Linked DNA regions of Sus scrofa: regions 2 and 3 are each linked to region 1. The links are chromatin contacts, called in public Hi-C and HiChIP or PLAC-seq maps. All regions are on one chromosome and are shown on one strand. Each heading gives the region's core, a stretch centred on a gene start, on an enhancer-like site or on the middle of the called end of the contact. The rest is flanking DNA. Distances are from core to core; before and after follow the strand shown.

What was found. Hi-C and Micro-C count contacts between places; a contact is called where the count stands out from the background. HiChIP or PLAC-seq counts read pairs in DNA pulled down with a chosen protein or histone mark.
Region 2: an H3K27ac HiChIP or PLAC-seq map of skeletal muscle shows a contact between it and region 1, with 4 times the contacts expected there. The contact joins the promoter of BRIP1 here to the promoter of TBX2 in region 1. A contact is called at or near these places in 1 of 5 promoter capture datasets (fetal skeletal muscle) and 1 of 2 datasets of contacts at active chromatin or transcription factors (skeletal muscle).
Region 3: a Hi-C map of subcutaneous adipose tissue shows a contact between it and region 1, with 2.3 times the contacts expected there. The contact joins the enhancer-like site here to the promoter of TBX2 in region 1. A contact is called at or near these places in 22 of 47 Hi-C or Micro-C datasets (alveolar macrophages, brain, embryonic fibroblasts and 14 more) and 1 of 2 datasets of contacts at active chromatin or transcription factors (skeletal muscle).

Annotation. Positions count from the first base shown.
Region 1 is chr12:36,884,723-36,889,311 of Sscrofa11.1, reverse strand. It overlaps TBX2 (T-box 2), which reads left to right and starts at 1,799. Exons shown (of 7, transcript NM_001246248.1): 1 at 1,799-2,215; 2 at 3,338-3,605. The coding sequence starts at 1,821. LOC110256170 (basic proline-rich protein-like) reads right to left here and starts at 1,508. Exons shown (of 2, transcript XM_021068167.1): 1 at 903-1,508. The coding sequence starts at 1,336.
Region 2 is chr12:36,496,342-36,500,930 of Sscrofa11.1, reverse strand. BRIP1 (Fanconi anemia group J protein) reads right to left here and starts at 2,793. Exons shown (of 21, transcript XM_021067301.1): 1 at 2,725-2,793; 2 at 1,014-1,129. The coding sequence starts at 1,106. It overlaps INTS2 (integrator complex subunit 2), which reads right to left. Exons shown (of 25, transcript XM_021067302.1): 25 at 4,338-4,589.
Region 3 is chr12:37,250,603-37,255,191 of Sscrofa11.1, reverse strand. All of the region lies in intron 16 of BCAS3 (breast carcinoma-amplified sequence 3), which reads left to right. Among named protein-coding and RNA genes, the nearest start is that of BCAS3, 220 kb to the left of the region's middle. Within about 2 kb of position 2,056, at least 4 of the 83 cell types and tissues checked have an H3K27ac peak or open chromatin away from gene starts, as enhancers often do. A contact at or near this core is called in subcutaneous adipose tissue, where this site is marked.

The DNA.
Region 1 (4,589 bases), core at 550-3,049:
CGGATGGGACACTTGGATGTGGGCTCTAAGTGCCCATCACATCGGCACAGGGCGGGCGCCAGCAGAACTCACCCACCCTTGTTTTGGTTGTGTGGGCAGGAATGTCATCTGTGTCTAGTGCGCGGACACAGATGTCATCTTGCCTTTGGAACGCAACCTCCAGAAATCAGCCCGAGTGTCAGTGCCCGAGCCTGATTCAAGGCAGGTGTGTGGCCGCTTCACTGGGCGCTCGCCTTAAGTTGCAGCTCCCGCCGAGCACAGAGGGCACCACCACATTGGGCGCGAAACACACACATTCACACACCGAGGGCGTGGTGGGGGGCGCGATACTGGTGTTGCCGGCGAGCGAAGACTGATTGTGGAGAGTGGAGGTGGGGAGGAGTTTCAACCGCAGGTGCGCGCAGACCCTCAGACCCCCACACTCCTTATTCTGCACTACTGAACTTGGGAGACGTGACCTTTTGAGAACTGGAAACAAATTCTAAGGAAGTGGCAGAGAGAGGATGCCAATTTTTAGGATGAAAGATACTTGTGTCTCTGATACCGGATGCGGCGAAAATTCGTTGGGTCGCGGGTCAAGAATCTGGGGGCTGGATCCACCCGCGCGGTGCCACCCAGTGCTCGGCAGAAGGTGCCCTCATCTTCCCAGCGCCGAGGACCCACTCCCCGGGAGGTGGGAGAGCTCAGCTTAGGTCCGGGACGCGTGGGGGAGCTCAGTTTAGGTCCAGGAGGCAGACGGATACTGAGCTGAGTTCAGGGCTTTCCCGGAACTCCAGGCTCCTTCTGAGTCTTCTTAGGAGGGGAGGCGTGGGCTAGGGGATCCCCGCGTTTCCCGAGTGAAAGGCCGCGTCCCGCTCCCGCCCACGCCGGCCCCACCAGGACTCTGCCACGGCTCCACTCACCGGCTCCCGCCACCTGGGTTCCGGTCCAGGACCTCGGCAGCCGGCGCCTCCCGACTCGCCCGCCCACCGGCCTCTCTTTCCAGCACCCGCAGCCTCCCTCCGGAGCGCAGGGGCCCGGGCCGCGCCGCGGCCGGGTGCGGGGTCGGAGGCCAAGCTGGGGCGCGCGCCAGAGCTGCTGGGCGGCCGAGCGCGGGAGAAGGAGGGCGCCCCCTCTCCTCTCGGGGCCCTGTCAATGCTTTGCACTTGGGGCAGCTTGCGGCTGGGGGTCCTTCCCCAGGGCCCTGGGACCCAGGCGCCCCCCGCCTCAGGCCCTTTCGGCGGCGGGTCGGGTCGGCCGCCGCGCTTTCCAGTCCCGGCGAAGGCAGCCTCAGGCGCGGGCTGCGAGGTGGGGGCCGGGGCAGGGGGAGGGGTCTCGGCGCCCGCTGGCCCGTCATTGGTTAATATTTTATTCTGTTGACATGTTTTCTTACTGCTGAGGCTTCCGACACCTTCTCCCCGGCCCCCCCTCCCGGCCGGAGCTTGGCCTGAGCTGTCAAAACCCCGCCCCCGGAGACCCACAATTGGTCCAAAAAGCGTAAAATCAGCAATCAAGGGGGGCCTGGCTCGTTAGCGCAGGGGATCCGAGCAGGGCAGGACATGTGAGATAGTCACAGTTTTCCAGAGATCACGACAAGATCTAACCAGTCGCGCGTGGTCCCCGGCGCCGGAGCGGGCCAGCCCAGCCCAGCGCAGAGCCCCCGCCGCCCCCGCGCCCAGAGCCCCGCGTCCCTTGCGGTGCGCCGGACGGGGAACCGGGAGGAGCCGCCGCCGCGCTCGCCACCCGGGTCGCCCTTCCTCCGCGCGCGCCGCCGCCCGGGCCGGGGGTCCGAGCCGCGCGCCCCCGGCCCCGGCCCCTGGGCGCCTGGGCCGGATGTCCCGATGAGAGAGCCGGCGCTGGCGGCCAGCGCCATGGCTTACCACCCGTTTCACGCGCCACGGCCGGCCGACTTCCCCATGTCCGCCTTCCTGGCGGCGGCGCAGCCCTCCTTCTTCCCGGCGCTCGCCCTGCCGCCCGGCGCGCTGGCCAAGCCGCTGCCCGACCCGGGCTTGGCGGGGGCGGCGGCGGCGGCGGCCGCGGCGGCGGCGGCGGCCGAGGCGGGGCTGCACGTCTCGGCACTCGGCCCGCACCCGCCCGCCGCGCATCTGCGCTCGCTTAAGAGCCTGGAGCCCGAGGACGAGGTGGAGGACGACCCCAAGGTGACGCTGGAGGCCAAGGAGCTGTGGGACCAGTTCCACAAGCTGGGCACCGAGATGGTCATCACCAAGTCCGGGAGGTAGGGAGGCCGGCTGGCCGGAGGGCGCGCGAAAGGGCGGGCGGGGAACCCGACAGCATCGACCAACGCCGAGCCCGCGGTTCGCGGCTCCCGGCGCGGGCCCCCCGAGCCACGCGTAGCTCCCACAAACAACCGAGTTGACTTTGCTCATTTGGCACCGAACGAATCTTTAAAACCTAAAGCGTCGAAATCTCCTGAATGAAGTAAAACGAAAACATGCTCCTACAGAATAGTCCCAACTGGTCTAAGTCCCAAAGCCGAGGAGGCCCCGCGGCTCGGCCGGGCGGGTCTCAGAGGTCTCGGCTGCAACTCCTCAGCCCCGCGGCCTCGCTCTTCTGCCTCCGGGTCTGGCTCGGCGCTCCGGGTGGATGCAGCGTCCCCCGCACTCTCCTCCGACCCCGGAGCCCAGAACGGGACTCGCACCCCGCTAGGCCTGGGCTGGCCCACTGGTTCCTGCCGGTCGCTGCGTTTTCGGCAGCGAGCCCCGCGCCGGCCCAACCACAGCCGGACCTGGCCGGGAGCCTTGTCCCGGCCGAGGAGCGAGGAGCTCCAGACGCACACGCCGCTCCAGGCCTTACGGCCGGAAGAAAACTACAATCCCCAACCACTCAAGCCTTTGACTCAGCCACGGAGAATCCAGGCCTCAGGCTCACCCTCTTCCCCCGAACTGCAGGGTCAGGGTCCTTGCTGGGCGCTGTAGCCCAGTTCCTGTCCCCAAACAAACATCCTCCGAATTTATTTCTGGGCGCTTTTGTCCCAAGAGGATAAATCCCCTGAAGGAATTTCGAGGAGATTCAAGAGAAGCGGCTGTATTTCTAGAAGGCCTGGATTTCTTTCCTGGACCTCGGCTTTCATCTTAGATGCGGGAGAAAGAGGGTCACTAAATCTGAGCAGGGGGGCAATGAGAAGCCTTTTTCACAGGAGAGGGTCTTGACAGGCAGAAATGGGGTCTCCCAGGAATAACAAGCACAGGTGGGGTCTCCCAGGCAGTCATAAGAGGGCAGAGCAGCGATGTCAGGGGAACACAAGCCGGGAAGCTCCGGCCGATGGTGTGTGTCAGGGGAGAGGGGTCCTCGGACAGAGCCGGGTCCCATGACGTCTCCATCTTTCCCTTCCTCGCAGGAGGATGTTTCCTCCCTTCAAGGTTCGAGTCAGCGGCCTGGACAAGAAGGCCAAATACATCCTGCTGATGGACATTGTGGCGGCAGATGATTGCCGGTATAAATTCCATAACTCACGCTGGATGGTGGCGGGCAAAGCCGACCCCGAGATGCCCAAACGGATGTACATCCACCCGGACAGCCCGGCCACGGGAGAGCAGTGGATGGCCAAGCCGGTGGCCTTCCACAAGCTGAAGCTGACCAACAATATCTCCGACAAGCATGGCTTCGTGAGTGCAGGGAGAATGTGCAGATGGGGCTCCAATGCTGCGCACCTGGCCCTGGGGAGGAGGGGGAGGAGAAGAGGAGGCCGTGGGATTCCCCAGAGGGGAGCACTTGCTGAACCCCAGAATGCGCCCGCCCCGGCCACTGCCCGGTGGGCTGTGCTGGCTGGCTGGGCATGGGCCCAGGGGGCTCTGCTCTGCAAGCCTGGAGAATGGCGAGGTTGGGGGCCACTAAGCTCCAGGCTCCTCGCAGTCTCAGTCCCCCCCCCCCACTCAGGCCTTCAAAAGCCCCTCCTAGAGTCCAGCAGAAGGCAGGTGCGGCCAGGACAGGATCGTGCAGCCAGTGGGCTTTAGGTGCTGAGCTTGGAAGACCTGCCGGGACCTCAGCTTGTTGTCACCTTCCCCAAGACCCGTGTTCTCACCCCTCACCCCAAACAAGGCGATTTAAAAGTAACACCGTCCCCTCCACACCTTTTCTGAGACTCCTTTCCCTCCTTCCAGAGGCCTGGCCAGAAAGAGGGAATTTGGGGGTTTCTCTGTTTCTGCCTGAGCCAGGGCTTCAGCGAATGGGAGGGGGACGTTCTTGGGGCAAAAGGGACTGCCTGTCCAGAGACAGGGCATTCAGAGAGCCCTCGAAGGTTCCCGTCTGCTCTCCACGGGGTGACTAGGGACTTAGCAGTAAGCCTGGAAAGAGAGGTGAAGAGTGGCGTTGTCAGGGGGCTTTATTTTGTTTTATTTCTGATTTCCCCTGGGGGGATTTTCTTTAAAATGGAGACAGACACCGTGAGAAAGAAAAATGGGAGGAAAAAAAGAAAAAGAAAAAAAAGAGGGGGGAGAAAAGGAGCAGAGATGACAGGAGAAAACGGGGAAGGGGGGGCGTGGGGAGAACAGACCCATGAGAGAGACAGAAAGAGCTGGAAAGAGGTCGGGTCCCCAGAGACTAGACATGCTCAGGTCACAGGCTGGGGGCTGTCGGCTGACCCCAGCCTT
Region 2 (4,589 bases), core at 1,544-4,043, 390 kb after region 1:
AATCAAGTTCTCCAGAAAGACAGATATAGAATATCATTGTGCAAAGTTTAAAAATATGTAAAGTGAAGTTCCCTGGTGACATAGAGGGTTAAGGATCCAGTGTTGTCACTGCTGTGGCAAGGGCTCCATCCCTGGCCCCGGAACTTCTGCATGCCGCAGGTGGGCCCAAAAAGAAAAACAAAAATATGTTAAGTACACTCTATTTTGTTTATGAATACATATATATGTAATAAAAGTATAAAAACATGGCTAGAAAAGAAAAAGAACAAATTCACGGTACTAGTTATCTTGCTACTCATAAACAAAGTATAAAGTAAAGATGGGGAGTTCCTATCGTGGCACAGCGGAAACGAATCTGACTAGGAACCATGAGGTTTCAGGTTCGATCCCTGGCCTCACTCAGTGGGTTGAGGATCCGGTGTTGCCATGCACTGTGGTGTAGATCACAGACAAGGCTCGGATCTGGCGTTGCTGTGGCTCTGGTGTAGGCCAATTGCTACAGCTCCAATTAGACTCCTAGCCTGGGAACCTCCATATGCCGCACGTGCAGCCCTAAAAAGGAGAAAAAGACAAAAAAACAAAAAGTAAAGATGGCAAAACATTAAGATTTAACAAAGCTGGTAAGTTGGTTTACTCACGTTTGTATATTAATTTCTATATGATTAAAATATTTCAAAAAATTTTGGTGAAAATACAGTATTCTGTGTAAGATAATAAATACTTTGTATTTCAAAGTAATGAGGCAAAGTAAAGCAGTACTTCAATAAATAGAAGTTCCAAATGAGCTGAGAACATTTTTCAGAATGTTCTCCTTTGCCCCCTAATAGAGACAAATACAGTTTTGTAGCGACCAGCATTTTTTTCCAAAGGTTAGATGTTCTTTAATGAATCCAGCAAATGTTTTCAATCTATTTACTATCTGAGAAAACATAGTCACAGACTCACTGTATGTTGTGAATTATAAGCATCTGTATCTCAGTAAAGACTTAAAATAACTGCTGAAAAATACTTACAGAATTCATCATAGCAAGCTGTGATGGATAAGCTTTATAAGGAAAGTCAATCTTCACCCCACCAATTGTATATTCAGACCGTATTGAAGACATCACGCTTTACTTCCGATTCCTAACTGCCAAGAGAAATGAGAGTCAATGTTGAAAGAATGCCATTCAAAGAAAAACCAGATACCTTACACTGAAACACAAGTCTTGAAATAAAAATTGGAATTAATGTATAAACAACAACAAGAAAGAATTTCCTACTCTTATAAATCACAGTGGTTAAGAGCATGCCTCAGAATCTGACAAATCTGAACCCTATTCTGCCAAAGCTGTGGACCAGGAATTAATAAGTATAGGTTCTAGATCAGGTTCTGACAACAATTGAAATGTTACCTTGATCTTCACTTCTCTAGACTAAGATCCAAATCCCTAATTTAAAAACTGTTGCAAGGGAGAAAATGCCTTGGCATATGTAGGTGCTCAATAATTCTTACGTAAACGTCAATAGGGTATAATGCAAAGAAAATAAGCCTTAAAGTGGAATTGCACTGTGAATTACTTAATCTCACAGAGCCTGTTTCTTCATCTGTAAAATGGAGATAATATAATACTATCTACCTGATAGGGCTTTTATGAAAATTAGCCAGGCACTGAGTCAAAAATTAAATACGGGTAATGTATAGAATGTGCCTAAACTCCAGTATCTGATACAGAGGAAGTGATCTACTTTAATCTCCACCTCTTCTAAACCAACTTAACCTAGGATACATAGATGTAATTCAAAGACTGTGTGTAATCTTTTGATATTGCATGCATAAGTTTCTGTATATGACTGTATTTTTTAAGAGAAAGTCCATAGATTTCTCATTCCCAGATATATATCCTAAGGAAATAACTAAAAATAAAAGGGAAATGATATACACTGTTATCAACTGAGGAATTATTTGCAATAGTGAAGAAATGCTAAATTCCATGTGGGGATGAAGAGATGGGTTAAAATCTCAATTCCACATAGTATAAAGCCTGTCACAACCTTAACCATAGTTATTTGTCCCCAGAGAAATTAAGAATCACTATTCTTAGGTAGTTTCCAGTTGTAACATTTTGTGCTTCCATCTGTGAAGCTCTGAGAACGATATTTGTGGAATCTAAATCCTTAATCTAACCAACAACTCAAGGCTGGCCTAGTAACTCAGATATAACCTAGAAAGCAATCCATCCCCACCCCCACCCCCACCCGTGGTGGCAACTGGCAACAAAAAGGGGTCGCTTCCTCTACACACTGGATAAAGGACAAAACTTATCTGGCTCCGCCGTAGCCCCCTCCCAAGAGTAACGAAAAGCCCCAGACTCGTAGAAGGCCTCTGCTCCAAGGAGGTAAAAGCAGGCTTCCTCCCCACCCCCCACAGGTTTTCGTCCTCATATTCCCTCCTCCCTCAGCAAACCCCGATCCCCAAGGCCCTGGGGATCCACTCCACACCGATGGGCTTGCAAGGCGGGTGGACAAAAGCAAAAGGCACCCTTCTGGCAGGCTTTGCGCCCTCCCCGCGAGAGACAGACTTGCCCGCCCGGCGGAAAATCAAACAATGCCGACTGGGCTCCGATTCTCGGGATAAAGGAAGCCGAAACTTGCAAGCAAACACAGAGAAGTTCCGGCAAAGAGAGGTCCTAGCCTCCCTCTCTTCCTCCCAAGGATGCTACTCCCAGTCGCGGGATTACGTACCTCTTACTTTTTCTCCCCTCAGCTCCCAAGTACAACACTCCAGCGGACGAATTCCCGCCTCCCACCCCTCGACTCCCAGCACCCAATCGCCGGGCGAAGTCAGACAACCAATCACTCGCCAAGACCAGAAACCAGGCAACCAATCCCGACGCGAGGTCAGGGGGCGCGCACGCTGGCACCCAATGGAGGACTCCGCCGTAAAGACCAACCCCAGCTACACGGAGGCATGGGAAGGCGAGCTCCTTGGCGGTGAAGGACTCCCGCAGATCCCAAGAAGATAAAGGGATACAGTTTGCTGTGTTAGACTTCTGGAAACCGGTGATTTAAGCCGTGGCTCAGTTTCCTTGGAAATTCGAAGTCTCATTTTTAAGGTCTCTAGACCAAGCGAGAGGAAACACGCCAAGTTCTCTCAGCATTTCTCAGCGCCACTCGATTCAAATTTCCGAACTTTCCGGTACCCAGAGTAATGAAAGGAAATGGCCAGACTTCTGAGCCAAACGAGGCGAAAAAGTTGGATGACAGCTGGCTACAGAATCTCCTGATATTCAAGGCTTTCTTAGAGACCACATTCAACTGGAAACGCTCTCCAGCACCAGATCACTCTTAATTCCATTAAAGCTTATCAGCCTTCTGTCCTTCCTAAGACCAATTTGTTCTTTGCCAAGAAATACACTTCGGTTTCCTCAAAGGTAGGGGGGTTAATCATGATCTCGCCAAATTGATATTTAAAAAAAAACAATCCTCTACCTAAACTTGGCTCAAATGGCTACTCTCCCAAAAAAGCAAGACCTGAAACATTTTCTCAGATTCCGAGAAACCAGTTTGGGGAGAGAGGTTTGCTGCAGAAGGGAGCAACAAAAGTCGAGTTTGCTTGCCTCACTTTCAGTTTTACTACATCTTCCCCAAATGACAAAACAGTCATAAAAATAAATTCTACCCTTTAATTTAGTAATCTCGGGCTCAGAAATTTACCCTAAAGAAGTAATCTAAAAGAAAGAAAAGTAATAATAGCTCTAGTGACAACAAGTTCTATTCTTTTTATTTATTTATTTTTAACAAGGCCTATTCTAATACTGAAAAAAAAAAAAAACCCTAACTTCCCAGGGAGATGATTATATCAATTCAATCATTATGGAACCGATAAAATAAATGTAAAACCAAACAACCTGCCAAAACTCCATAACGTTAAATGAAAAAAAGCAGACTCCAAACTGGGTTATTATGAATTTCATTATGTGAAAATACATATTCATAAGCCAAGATGAAGGAAAAGTACAAAAAGTGTAATTTACTGTTAAGACAGTGCAATGGAGGATAGTTTATAAAAATAAATCCTTAAAACTACCTTCAAATTATTATTCTGCTTTTACAAATGTTTTAAATCATCAAATCTTTTTATGTAACTTCTCCAGGATAACTACTCTGATTTTCCTCTCTTAAGTTCATGAGGCTCTGAACTCTCATCTTGTATTGCCATTTGATGTATGTGGCATAATGAAAACTGATACACATAGGCTCTGGAGCCAGACAGTCCTGGATCCCAGTCCCTTGAACTGTTCCTTTCACGTTAATAGCAATGAAACGAAACACACAAAAAAAACACAAGTTCATTTGATAAAGAATACGAATGTTTATAAACCAATATTCAAAATAGCTGCACACATCTTTTTGTCACTTGAATAAAAAAAATCACATTGTGACAAATTTTATAACCTTAACTTAAAATGCATGAATATTAACATTTACTAATATATGTACACATTTTATTTACATCATCAACAAATCTGAGGAAAAACAGCATGTTATTATTTAACACAGCAGGTTTTGACCGTCTTTGAAAATTGATCCAGGAATGTGCACTGCAT
Region 3 (4,589 bases), core at 807-3,306, 370 kb before region 1:
GAGCCAGAAAATATCCTTAGCAGTCATGAGTAAAAGAAGGAAGGCTTCCGTGGGGCGGGGTGAGGGAGCGGGAAGGAGGCTGTGGGGAGAAGAGCATCTTTGCTATTACTATTTTGAATTATATCTTTTTTGATTGTTAGGAAAATTGCTTACATTTTACTACTGTAGTTGTTATTCAACAGAAAATACTTTGCTTTTGATATTTAATTTTTCCTTAAGTATATTGTGTTCAGTGTCTTGGAAGAAGACAGGTTCTGCAAATGTTAAATCCATCCAGTTCCTCCAAGTCTAAAAGTTATACCTTAAATCTTACAATTTATTCAGCATTTTTTCCTGCTACAATGTTTGTTTTTATTTCAGTACCATCTCCCATTCTTGCACATCTTATATGTTCAGCAGTTTTAGTAGTAGCATTGTGTTTACTGAACGATGAAGATGTATTTCTGTACTTTTTCTCTTGAACAGTGAGTGCTTCTGTTTGCTCCCTTGATATGATACAGAATTCATTGTGAGATAAGCATGGGAGATATGAGTATAGAGTAGTTTCAAAAAATAATTTCAATGGGGATTTATTTATACTTTTGGGAGCTGAATTACGGGGTTTTCACTTCTGGGGATTTTTCACTAGGGTTATTAAAAGTCTTCACTTCTGAGCACTGAGTCCCAAAACTATTTAAGCTCAGTTCAGAAGAGTGGGAAATTTTGAGGGTGCTTAAATATGTTTGATTCAGGAATAACTTGAATCTTAAAGTAAAAGTCCCAAGATCTTTTATTATTTTTATGTATACGAAAAATTTGCTTTGTCCAGGCTAGTGGTACATGTAGTCTACTTACTGTGTTGCTTGATTTTTCATTGTTGAAAGTGTGGCAAACTATGATCCTAGTGTTTAAAGTGAATTAAAAATTGCAGATACATCTTAAATATTAAGAGCATCAGCTCTTACAGATTTTCTTCATCCCAAATCTTGGAATAATTCAAGAATAACAGACTAAGGTAATGAACTTCCCACTTATTTCAGTATTCATTTTTATGAACTTGGGTTGGGTGTGTGAACAAATTGTGCCACCAATAGAGTGGAGATGCAATGTCGACAAAAGATGTTCATATATATATTTCATTGCCTGTTCCCATACACTTTTATCTCTGAAACTTTTGGGAAATATTTCTTTTTTCCCCATTTGTATTTTTATAACTATTGTTTCTAACTCTTGATCTCATCTCCCTTTCTAGGCTCATTTTTGGATCTTTTTGGAGTAGCATATTTTGACTTTTAACTTTTACGTATAAATTTTCTAAACTTATTCAGTTTTAGATTTAAGGAAAGAAAAACTCACATTTACATGTAATAGACATGAACACATTAAGATAATAGTTAACTGGTGGCCATGTATTCAGACTAGAAAATGAAACCACTTAGCAAATTGTTGACTTGATTATTTATAAACTTATGTATTGATAAATATTTAATAATCAGTGTGATTTCAGTTCTCCAAATTGTGACGTTTTCATTCTGCTGACACTTACTAACCACTCGTACAAAGTTCCATGCAGTTACTTTGTATGTCGTAGGAAGAGTGATGACAATATCATTAAAAACCTCAATCCCCATCTTGGCTCTCCCCCCACCCCCCACCCCCCACACAAAAAGGATTGGATTCTTGTTTTCAGGTCAATTTTTCAGGGGGATTTCTCTTCCTACCTTCCCAGCTCCCCTCGCCCCAAGGCCCTATAGTAATGTCTGTTAATACTCTAGACTGTTTACTCGAAAAAGCAACAAGTGTTTTAGTTTGAAATGCATAAAGATTTGCAGTACTTTGGCTTCATCACTCCAAAAAAGTTCCTGGGAGAAACAAGTCAGAACCTAGTCAGAATTGTCTTTGAACTCTTTCTGTCTTGCACTTTGTCACCTAAACTGTTTGGTTGTTCTGTGAACAGTCTTTTTAAAAAAATGTATATATTATTCATTTTCTTTTAATTGTATGTTCCACTCTCCTTGGCTCCTGTGAACAAGCATTGCTTCCGCCCAGTTTGGTATGTGGGTCAGAAGGCACTGTTTCTCACCAGGGCGCTGCTGTTTCCTCTTCCTACTTGAGTAGATTACAGATTATACTGGAATAGGCCTGAGAAAAGGTCAAAAAGGAGGGTGAAAGTCCTGGAACTGCAGCTGGGAAGCTTGTCATTCTCGTCTAGGGAAAGGGAAAAAATGAGAGAGAAAGACAGAGAAATAGAGACTCCCATGTCAACCCCAAACAACCCACATTCAGGAAATTCCCATTTGCACAGGATACTTTTTATATATTCGGCACGAACTTTATTTGGTTTTGATTAAATAATTATCGAGTGTTTGGCTGAGAAAGCTTTAATGTTAAATTAGATGGCAAGCAAGAGCTAAGCAGTGTTTTTAACTTTTCAGAGCCCAGATTTCCAGTGATTGTTTCAGAACAAGCTACCATTGTACTCTTTTTGACAGAGTCAAGAAGTCGGGAGCTTTTCAACTACAGAGTTAACTTAGTTAAACTCATTGGTATATTTGGATTTTTTATCCTGTCAATTCCACAGCAGGATATTAAAAGCAGACCAAACATTTTGGTCTTCTTTGGAAAGCAGAAAGCACCAAAAAAGCCCCATACGAACTTAATACCCAGTTTTTAGTGTAGAAAGACATGATGTTGGGAATAGACCATCTACATGAGGTCTCAGCGTAAGGAAGCTGTTGGAAGCAGGACGATAATGAGATACTTGGGCATAGGGGTCTTCCTATGGAGTTACCGTCTCAGGAGTGCCAGGTGCTCACCTCCCTCCACACTGGCGCTCAGGGGGCCTCATGAACCCAAATGCAAAATGAAGTGTTCACAATATTAGCAGACCAAGGACACTTCACTGGGAGGCTCCTGTCCCAGAATAAGAGTGGATAGATGTGTAGGAAGGTGATGAGAATAGAATTTTCCACTGTTGTAGGAGTCTCAGTATGTTTGATATGTTTCTACTGTAAACCTTCAGAAAGTGGGAGTCCCTAAAATAAAGCAAGTCTGTGTTGCTGAGAAGGTTCACAACGTGAGAAGGTAACGCAGACCTCCTAATAGCTGTGCTCTCCCCGAGGGCACCCTCCCACTGCCTACTGTCCTTTGGCTTTTTTACACACGATCTGGGCCATTTTTGTATTTATCCCTGTAGCCTCAAGGACAGCACATGACAATGCTTCTTTATCCTCTACACACTGCATCTTTTGGTCCACTTTATTCCACTGCAGTTCTTCATGTCTCACACCTTCTATTAATGGAATCTTCCTTTGAACCCCAGTAGCAATAATCTATAACTTGTGCCTCTGGAAACTTACAATAAAAACTTTTCTCTTTCTCACTGATGCGTTACCATTTTAAGGTACTTTCTCATCTATAAATTGCTCTTATTTCTCTTCCTTCATAGGATGGTGAGATAGGGAAATTTTTTAAAGAGCCGGGTGTAGGCGTATGATAATTTTGTATTATTTGTCTTGTTTTTGTCTTATTTTTCCTCTTTGGTTCGTATTTAGGAAGAAGTGCGGGTGTACACACAGATACACCAACATTAACTTCCATATTTTGCATGATCTGAAATGGTCAATAATTGCAGGATCTTGCTGGCTTTAGAGATTTCTTGTGGCTGGCAGTTTGCCACATTCACATGTTCTCACATCACTGCATTCAGAAGCTAAGAATACCAACCTGGCAGCTTCTGTAGGGAGGGTAAAGATAAAACAGAAAGGAGTCTAGCTTTGCAGCTACATTACCTGGGAGTTGTTGCTGATGTCTTTTCCACAAATGTTCAAGTTTGTCAAAGCCCAGTAAATCTTGGAAAGTTTATTTTCCTTGTAGCATCTGTGTTTTATAATGGGTCTTTTAATTTGTTTTTACTTTGTCTGCAGGGATTTCTTTTGTCCGGAGTTTTCAGACTCTGTCTTTTTTTTCCCTCTTTTTTCCTGTGGAAGTGAGTCCGTTAATGATGACCGGTTTGGGAATATGCCTCTGCAAAGCTGACCTGACAAGCTGTTCCCCCACTGCAGCAACAAAGCCCATTGTTATTTTTCTCTCTTTTACTTTTATCCTCAACTTAATCCATTTTTCCTCTGTGGTTTTTTTTTTTTTTTTGTATAGAATGTCTGGGAAAACATACTTGGGGACAGTGCATCAATGATAAGGTGGCATTTTGAAGTTAGCAACATTTTTAGGAAACAGAGGTGATTCCACGGCAAGCTCACCCACAGACAGTGGTGCTGTATGTTAATGTGGAAACTGAGACTGCCTCGCCCCAAGGTACCTGAAGGTATCCTTCCCCCAAAAGGCAAAAAAGAAAGGAAAAAAAGGGGGGGGGCACTGGGGTTGTTTTCATAATTCCTTTTTCAAAGATGCAAACGTATACAAGTAAACACAAAAAAAATCAGTGGTTCAGCCCCACTGTGAACTGTTCTGGTTTAATGCTTTGTACGGTAGCATTAAAAACAATAACTGTAAACAAATAAACAATTGAAAACAAAACAGAATATCCTCGCTTTAAACATCAAAGGATTTTTTAAAATTCCGATTTTTCAATGATTTTCTATTCCCAAATA